3 separate regions of the Drosophila melanogaster genome follow, and all the other regions are linked to region 3. Evidence: chromatin contacts called from public HiChIP or PLAC-seq data. All regions are on one chromosome and are shown on one strand. The core of a region is the stretch at or near the end of the contact, and the rest is flanking DNA. Distances in the headings are between cores, read along the strand shown. Region 1 holds the start of CG43844. Region 2 has its middle 6.9 kb from the start of BomBc3. Region 3 overlaps Eip93F (Ecdysone-induced protein 93F).

Evidence for each region. HiChIP or PLAC-seq counts read pairs in DNA pulled down with a chosen protein or histone mark.
Region 1: an H3K27ac HiChIP or PLAC-seq map of the Kc167 cell line shows a contact between it and region 3, with 4 times the contacts expected there. The contact joins the promoter of CG43844 here to the enhancer-like site in region 3. A contact is called at or near these places in 1 of 1 datasets of contacts at CTCF or cohesin (the Kc167 cell line), 27 of 107 Hi-C or Micro-C datasets (the Clone 8 cell line, the D17-c3 cell line, the Kc167 cell line and 14 more) and 2 of 6 datasets of contacts at active chromatin or transcription factors (both in the Kc167 cell line).
Region 2: a contact with region 3 is called in an H3K27ac HiChIP or PLAC-seq map of the Kc167 cell line, with 3 times the contacts expected there. The contact joins two enhancer-like sites. A contact is called at or near these places in 9 of 107 Hi-C or Micro-C datasets (the OSC cell line, the S2 cell line, embryo and 1 more) and 1 of 6 datasets of contacts at active chromatin or transcription factors (the Kc167 cell line).

The regions. Positions count from the first base shown.
Region 1 is chr3R:21,888,089-21,890,788 of dm6, reverse strand. CG43844 reads right to left here and starts at 1,250. Exons shown (of 1, transcript NM_001316613.1): 1 at 618-1,250. The coding sequence starts at 1,171. The coding sequence ends at 875. It overlaps CG6678, which reads right to left. Exons shown (of 5, transcript NM_142739.3): 2 at 2,235-2,700; 3 at 2,011-2,086; 4 at 1,522-1,950.
Region 2 is chr3R:22,092,761-22,095,463 of dm6, reverse strand. No RefSeq gene overlaps it. Among named protein-coding and RNA genes, the nearest start is that of BomBc3, 6.9 kb to the right of the region's middle. Within about 2 kb of position 1,318, at least 36 of the 39 cell types and tissues checked have an H3K27ac peak or open chromatin away from gene starts, as enhancers often do. A contact at or near this core is called in the Kc167 cell line and the S2 cell line, where this site is marked.
Region 3 is chr3R:21,975,594-21,978,310 of dm6, reverse strand. The region is part of intron 3 of Eip93F (Ecdysone-induced protein 93F); the gene reads right to left. Among named protein-coding and RNA genes, the nearest start is that of Eip93F, 28 kb to the right of the region's middle. Within about 2 kb of position 1,255, at least 13 of the 39 cell types and tissues checked have an H3K27ac peak or open chromatin away from gene starts, as enhancers often do. A contact at or near this core is called in the Kc167 cell line, the S2 cell line and gut, where this site is marked.

The DNA.
Region 1 (2,700 bases), core at 1-2,500, 88 kb after region 3:
AAAGCCTGTTTACGCACCACATGTGTGCGTGTCGCCAGAACTGCACTGAACTGCCTGCCACCCAGTGCATTATAAGATAAACATTTGTTTTTACTTTTTCATTTGGCAAATAACATAAAAGCGTTGAACTCGATCGCGGACCATAAAGCGGAAAATTCGCCTATAGGATCGGCAACGGTAGATGTTGACTATAATAAATGCAAATTTCGAAAAAAAATCTATTAGAAACTGTATAAAATTCTCTTCGAAAAATTGGAAAAAACATACTTCAATTTTAGTATAAATATATCTACATATATGGCTTTATAATCAGCTAAAAATCCAATCTCAGAAGCGTACAGTTTTCATAAAAATTCCTCTTTAAGAAGTTATAAGCAATCGAAATGAGCATTTCCCAGTCGAATCAATTGAACTGTTATCGTATCGAATATATCCCGTATATGACGCATAAAATTCCTATCAAAACCTTTGCAAGTAACGCACTTCCACGAAATCGAAATAATCGCGCCGAGTTAAAGTTAAAACAAAGAAAAGAAATTCCAACCAATCAGTCGGTCAGTCAGTCAGTCAGTCAATCAGTCGGTCAGTCAATCAGTCATTTAGTCAGGCGAACGGCTCAAGTGCTGAAAAGTTTATTGCACTGCGAGCGTCGGACTTTTGCTATGGCAAATATTGTTTAATACCATTTTTAAAAATAAAATTTACTGATTAAATGTGCAGCGACGACAACGACAAAGTCGACGAACGTTGACACAATGGCGGTCCTACCCCAAGACGAAATTATTTGAGCACTCTTGTTTTAATGGGACAATAAACGGACTGTAGCTATAGAGCTTCTATAGCAATAAGGCGGGAACAGAGTTCAGAGCCGAGACTATATTCCGGCGCCTATGACCATCGGAATCGGAATATTGAACGTCAGCATCACCTCTATCATTAGCACGAGCAGGAGTGTGGTTTGAACGGTTTCCCTTATCAGCATCATTTGATTTTCCCGGTGATCGCCCTTGTTCCATACCAGATACTCATTATCCAACGCGTCCTGCAGCGAACAGTCCATGTATCCGTATGGATACATCATTTGCACGGTGATACGCCATATTAGAATAAAGAATATACTGGGACTGGGAATGAGGAAGTTTCTTACAGGCCAACGACTCTGATCCTGCATACTTCTTAACTTACGCCATGCTCAAGGGCAATCCGCTCATCCAGCCTGTCTTTGGTAATTTAAAAGTACTAAAATAGTGGGGAAACACTTATTCCAATGCCTACTTATCTACATAAGTTGGTAATATATGCAATATAATACAAATGTTAAATTACTCATCATACAACGTATTTTGTACATATATACAAAGTAGATAAAAGTCAAGTAAAATGTGTGGCAATACATTTTACATGAAGGCAACCAAGTTGACATGTAAATTGGTTTGTGTCCAAGCTGTGTTCAATTCAGTAGATTTAATAGTGAAGCCATTTTAAAAGGTACATATGTATGTGTCTTCAATCCAACGTTACCTTCAAATGGAGCAGCGTTGACCATGGCCCACAGAGAACATCATCCACAGTAGGGTTCATCGTGATACCTTCCAGGGCCTGAAAAGCATCCACATAGGACAGGTCTTGGAGCTGCCTGCCAAGTTGACCGTGCTTGCACCAACCACTGACCCATAGCCGCCCGCATCGGCGGATCAGCAGAGTGTGACGAGATCCAGCAAACACCCTCAGCGGTGCGCAATCATCGTTGCTCTCCCCGCTTTGGGAGCAGGCACATTCGGGCAGATCTTGCAACTGGGGCAGCGGAAATACAGTGGGCTCTTTGAGGACGCCACCGGGTTTCATCACACGCAATCCCAGCTGACCGCTGCAGTTGAGGCCCCAGGTGTAGAGGTCTCCAAAGGCGGATATGGCCGCACTGTGCCAACCACCGGCAGCAATTTGAGTTATCTGCAAGGCACTTGAATGTGTGACAGACAAGATAAGTGGACAAGTCAAATATATATATACCTTGATCCCCGCCAGCGCCTCCAGCAATTGAGGCGTCTCCTCCACTCTCAGTTCCGCCAGACCCAACTGTCCGCGTCTGTTAATTATGACATAGAAGTGAAAAAAATTGTTAGGAATTAGAATAAGAAACTCGCTAATATCTAAATATCTTAAAACCAGAATATGTAAATATTTATAGGCTGCATTTCTGCACAGCCAACGCATTCATTATGACCTTTACTTACAGTCCATTTCCCCAGGTGAACACGTCGCCATTGGCATTGAGGAGCACGGCATGTTCATGGCCGCATTGGAGCTGCTTCACCCGAAATTGGCGCTCGGAAAACTGATGCAGGCAGCTGGGAATGCTGTAGACACAGTTTTCCGAACTTATCGCTACGTTTATGTGCGATCCACATGCAATATGCTCTATGATCGGCGACGAAGGCGCCTTGGCAGCCCCAAAGATAGAGCGCTTTGTACCCGAATTGGATCTGGGAGCAGCTTCTAGTCTAACAGCCACCAGTTCCGCTTGCAGTTTTGGTTGCACCCTGTAAAGCTGACCGCTTTGGAGTAGCACCAGGCAGTGGGAATCGGCAGCGGCAAGGGCCCTTATGTTCCCCGTTGCTTCCAGGGTCACGCACTCATTTGGGCCATCATCCAAGAGCCCACGCAGGCACAACTTCCGGCCAAAAGCGAGGGCCGCATACC
Region 2 (2,703 bases), core at 69-2,568, 120 kb before region 3:
ATAATGCACTGAGAAAAGATTCGCAATGGTATTTTCGTTCATACATAAACTAAGTAAGTTTAGCTTTTTAACCTTGTTGGTTTCATTTTTTTTTTATTGGCAATATTTTGAAGTTTCTTTAAAAAAAAAATAGCTACAAATATAGAAGCTATGCCAGCTAGTGTTATGTTTTTCGCATCATAAAAATCGGCATTTTGCGAGCTCCTTGCGAGGCAGTCACGTAGTGGCAGCTGCCACGCTTCCAGGTGGTTCTGATATAGCTTCGGTTTAGCTGCGACTTCTATATGCAGCATGTGCACCCCCACACGTACATATGTGCATATATGGAAGACATCTTATCTGTATCTGCAAACAGACAGAGGACATATCTGCCACACACACACACACAGCAGCACACACCAACACACACACTGCACTGTCAGTCAACAGACAAACATGCCAAGATGTTGAATTTGTACTTCCGCTTCCACTTTTTCTCCTTCTAGCTGCCTCTCTCCCTATTTTTTTTTTTACCACTGCACCTCTTTTTCGCTTGCCCCCAGGCTGGAAAATCAGTTTTTCTGTTGTCGCACGACTTGAATTCCTGATTATGCTGCATTTCACAGCAGCGCAAAAAAAAAAAAAGAAAATAATAAAACAAAATAAATCACAAAAACAGAGAAGTGCAGGCAAAAAATATTTCAAACACACATTGAAGTGGCATTAATTATGCGTAAATGAGCTTAATGCATCAATTAATCAAATCAAAGGCGCCAGTGGCCGATGGGCAAATCGCGCAGAATTTTCACGGCACTGCAGTCTGCAGGATCCCAGGCTCCCAGGCGCAGTTTCTCATCTCATCGCGGAGTCCTGGCGCTTTGTCGCGTTTCACAAAAGCGCGAACTCGCGTAAAACCAAACTCCTCATTAGCTTCACATGGGTCACGTCCGTGTGCGGAGTGATGTGAGTGAGCCAATTATAGTTACAGCTTAGGCCCATAAGTCCATAATTGTGTAGAATTTATTGCATTGCATTATACACTTTTATTTTGGTTATTATTAGCTTTTAGCTGTCATAGTTATTAATGAGCTTCTTACTAATAGCTAAACTAAATTTAACCTATACCGATTTCTTACATTACAAATTACATTTTGTTTTAGCCAGTTTTTCCTATAAACTTTAAAATTGTTGCTTTCTTAAATAAAATGATAGTTATGAAAGGTTATTTTGAAATGTATTCAAATATAACTAATTTCGTATCACTAAGCAAACGACAGCCATGATGGGCTTCCAAAAGCTTCGTCGGTGTCATAGCATTCAGAGACCCACAGTGCGTTTTACTTCCAAGTTTCAATCCTTAGTTGCTTTTAGTACGTTGTGGTGGGTGTATAAGCTACATTATTTCAGCACTTGGCAGCATTGTCTTTTGAATTTGAATTCAAAGATAACTTTTTAAAATTTACGCTAGAAAAAAGATATATTATTCAACATCAGAAACGATTATAATCGAAAATGTTTAAAGTGATAGAACTCAAATTAAGATTGATTTTAAAATAAAACAACATTATGGAAGTTTATGAAATCATTATTTCTGTGAAGCAATACCAAAGCGTAGTAGACCAATTTCCCAGAAAATTTGTTGATGGCCAACTATGGCAGCTATCCTTTTCCCAAAAGTGTGAATTTGTTGCAAAACAAAATGCACACGCCCCGGAAGAGCGCCGTTTGCAAAGTTTTAAATTAATTATCAGCTGAAGCTGCCAGCAATTTGAGTATATTAATCGCAACTAAAACAGCTGCTGCTGGCCATCAAAACTCCAGCGAACTGCCAGTGTGTCAGCCAAAACAAAAAGGGTTTGTTTTTTCGCGAGAAACCAAACAGGCAACTTGCTGCAGACTGGGCTTAACGTCGAACTTCTGGTGGAACCCCAAACTGCAAACTGGAAGAGAAGCACATGCAGGACATACAGGACCTTCGGCTGCGGCACAATTACACACACCACACACGCATGCGAAGTGACCACCAGAAGTAATTAATACGCTGGCAACTGCCCATCAACTCGCCCTTTTCGATGGCCATTCGACTTTAGTTTGGTCGCGTTTAAAGCGAAACTACGTGAGGGCGTTAACGTTTTGATGAGCAGCAAACACCCCACCATCCGCCGACCAATTATCTTTATGGCGTCATGCCCCATCCGCCCCTCGTCGGTTGTCTGCGTCTCCTTTGAGGTACGCAAATCTGCGACATCCAGGACGACGGCGCTTGACAACGCGAAGAGTGCGTTAGGCAGTGTCCCACAAATGCCCGTGGTCTTTAAATCCGCTTCAAGGACCTGCCAGGATGTGTGAAAACACGTAAAGCATACAATTAAGAAAATAAAAAGAAATTGTTAATACAAATCATATAGAAAACACTAGGATTAACTTTTACTTGTTCATCACAACTGTCCAGAAATTATAACTTTTTGCAACGCATTTGGATCGCTTTAATTGGTTATTGATTAAAATAACTCGTAATGAAAGAAAATCTGGTTTATGGTTTCCATGTCATTTCGAAAATGCAATCTAATGATGCCATTAATATAATCCGTCATGAGGTTATTAATCTGACTGCATATATGTACATAAGTACATTATTCGCTTTGTAGCTCAACACGCGCAATTACGTTTTGAATATTGTCATTTCAAATGTCACTCAACAAGTAATATATTATTATATATATG
Region 3 (2,717 bases), core at 6-2,505:
TGTAAATTACAATAATAAATAAAATTCTTATATTAAGCCCATGAAACCTACTGTAATTAAGTGAAAAAAAAAAACGATCCACGTATGTGGTCAGCGCCAGGTGATCGACTAAACATTTTCCTCTCCGCTTTTCCGCCAGCAGTTTCTAGTCAAGTCAGCGGGTTTTTTGCCTTATTTCGTTTATTTTAGGTTTTTTTCACACTCTTTCGTTTTTGTTAATAAACGTATTTAATGTTCACACTTTTGTCACGTTGTTGTTTTCGTTTCTGTTTACGCAGCATTGCATTTGTATTTACAACACCTCTTTTATTATTTTTATAGTCGTTATGGCAATGTGTGTTATCTTTCGACCAGATGGTAAACACTTTTTGAGTGTCCATTATCTAATATAACAAAAAAAAAAAAAAGGCCCAAAACAGCTGCAGTCCGTTGAAAGAAACTTGATCAGCCTTGAAAATTGGTTCGGCAATAAAATTACCTAAGCTTCGACTGAACTTTATTTGAAAAACCTGTCGAAAATGTATACAAATAAATCACCGAAAAAATAACGTAACCAGATATTAATCACAAAGAGAATAAACGGGCATAATTTCATTTCGTTGAATATGGTCTGTTGCAAAGTTCGTTGCATGATTTTTTTTGTTTTATAATTTCAGGGGAAATCATGTTATTTTTTTTTACAACCCTATATAGAGTGCAGCCTTGTTATCGGCTGTAACTATTTTGTGAAAATAAATGAAATATATAATAAAAAAAACTGAAATTGCGATAATTTGAACCATGCGTTGACTCGACTCGAATCGTAAACTACAACTATCAATATATACAAGTACATATTATTTGTACTATATTGTTGTAAAGAATATACATATATATATGGGGAATATAAATTTCCACACTTGGCAGCCAGTAAAAATTTTCGTTCGTGGCGCAAATTTTCAGCAAAAAATTAAATCAATTTCGTATGCCTTGATAAGAAAGCGCAAAATGTTTCCGCTTTTTGTTTTTGTTGCTCTCTTTTTTTTTTGTTTTGTTTGCGCGATTGCATGACAACTTATAAGAAAGTACGAGTACATATACATTTTTTGTTCAATAATTTCTTGCTTAAATTTATATTGTTGTTGCATTTTTCAGATTTCGCCACGTATCAGGCTCGATGGGGCGAGCCAAAGCTGTCGTAATTTGGGTCAGAAACGGCTGCGTCAGGGCCCCACTGATAAGAACCGCCGCTTCGCAGATTCAGATTGCTCAGATTGGGCAGAGATAGTGCTGGCACATAGTTGTGAATCAAATTGGCAATCTTGGCGAAAACCGATGAAACGTAGAGAAATTAAGAGAAACGTTTGGTTCGCACGGCTTCCGGTTATACTCGTAGATATCAACTAGTAGATATATATTTTTTTTTATGAATTTCTGAATGGAGTTCTACAGATACAGCACGGATATCTACTCACATACCACGAATACACAAAGTATCTGTAGCTGTGTATCTATGGGTCTACACTCGACAGTTGCTTGAACTTCTGTCCTTAAGTATTGCTCAATGCAATTGTACTTGCGGCGATCGCATTGTGACGCCTCTGATAGCCCCACACTTCCCAGTTCGACCCGCACCCCCCTCCCCACCGCCATGAAAACCCCTCTCACCAACACCCATTGTGTATCTTTGTTTACACATTTCGCTTTCGTACATCGCACTGTCGCTGAAGGACAATGTCAATGAGGCATTGCACATATTATTATGAACTTATTTCTGTGTACATTCATGTAATTTTCGGGGTTTGCCGAACGATAAGCGATCGTAGAACCCGAACACCGCTTGAAGGAGAAAGGGTTTAAAGATCTGCCAATATTCACCAATTATTAATGCTGACTAATACTAATAATTCTACTGACTCTTATATAAAATGCAATGGATCAGAATATGTATCTTAGACAAGTAAAAATGTATCTAGGCTAGATTATAAACAATTATGGCTACATAATTTTCTCAACTTATCATTTATCAAAAATCTTAAACAAAAAGTAGGCAATGAAACATATATTGGCAGTGTTAATTATGAAGTGGATAAACGATTAAATATGTTTTGTTTACTAATTGATTAATGCGCATCGGAACTGAGGATCGCTTTATCTATGACCAAGCTAATCACGAACTCGTTAATTATTTATGACTCATTAATTACAATTAATCATTAAATATATTTTTAGTTTATTTGCGATTATTTGAAAAAAAAAGCAATTTGGCATACGTACATATTTCATAGCTGCTGATGTGCATAGCATCACATATATTTGTCTTAAATTATCTCTGCCCAAAAGCCAAATTGATGCTGCGGCGGTTGCTGCGCTGCTGCTGATGCTGCTGCGATGCTGATGCTGCTGCAGCTGCTGCGGAGAGCTTACAGCAGCTCAGGACGTGGCAACCCTGGCTTGGAGTGGGTTGCTGCAGCTCCTCCCGGCGATGTATATAATTTTTATATACAATAAAAGTGCTTCTCTCGTTCTGGTGGGCAGCTCACACAAAAGGCAAAAATGCAGGCAGATTTTTATTGTTGATGCGGACTTTTCATTTCTTTTTTTTTGGGCTATTGGTTGGTTTTTATTTATTATATATATATATATATATATATGTGGAGCACAGAGTAAATTATATGCAGCGCGTGAAAATGAAGCGCGAATTTTCTTTCGGGTTTTTTTTTATTTGGTGGCAATAT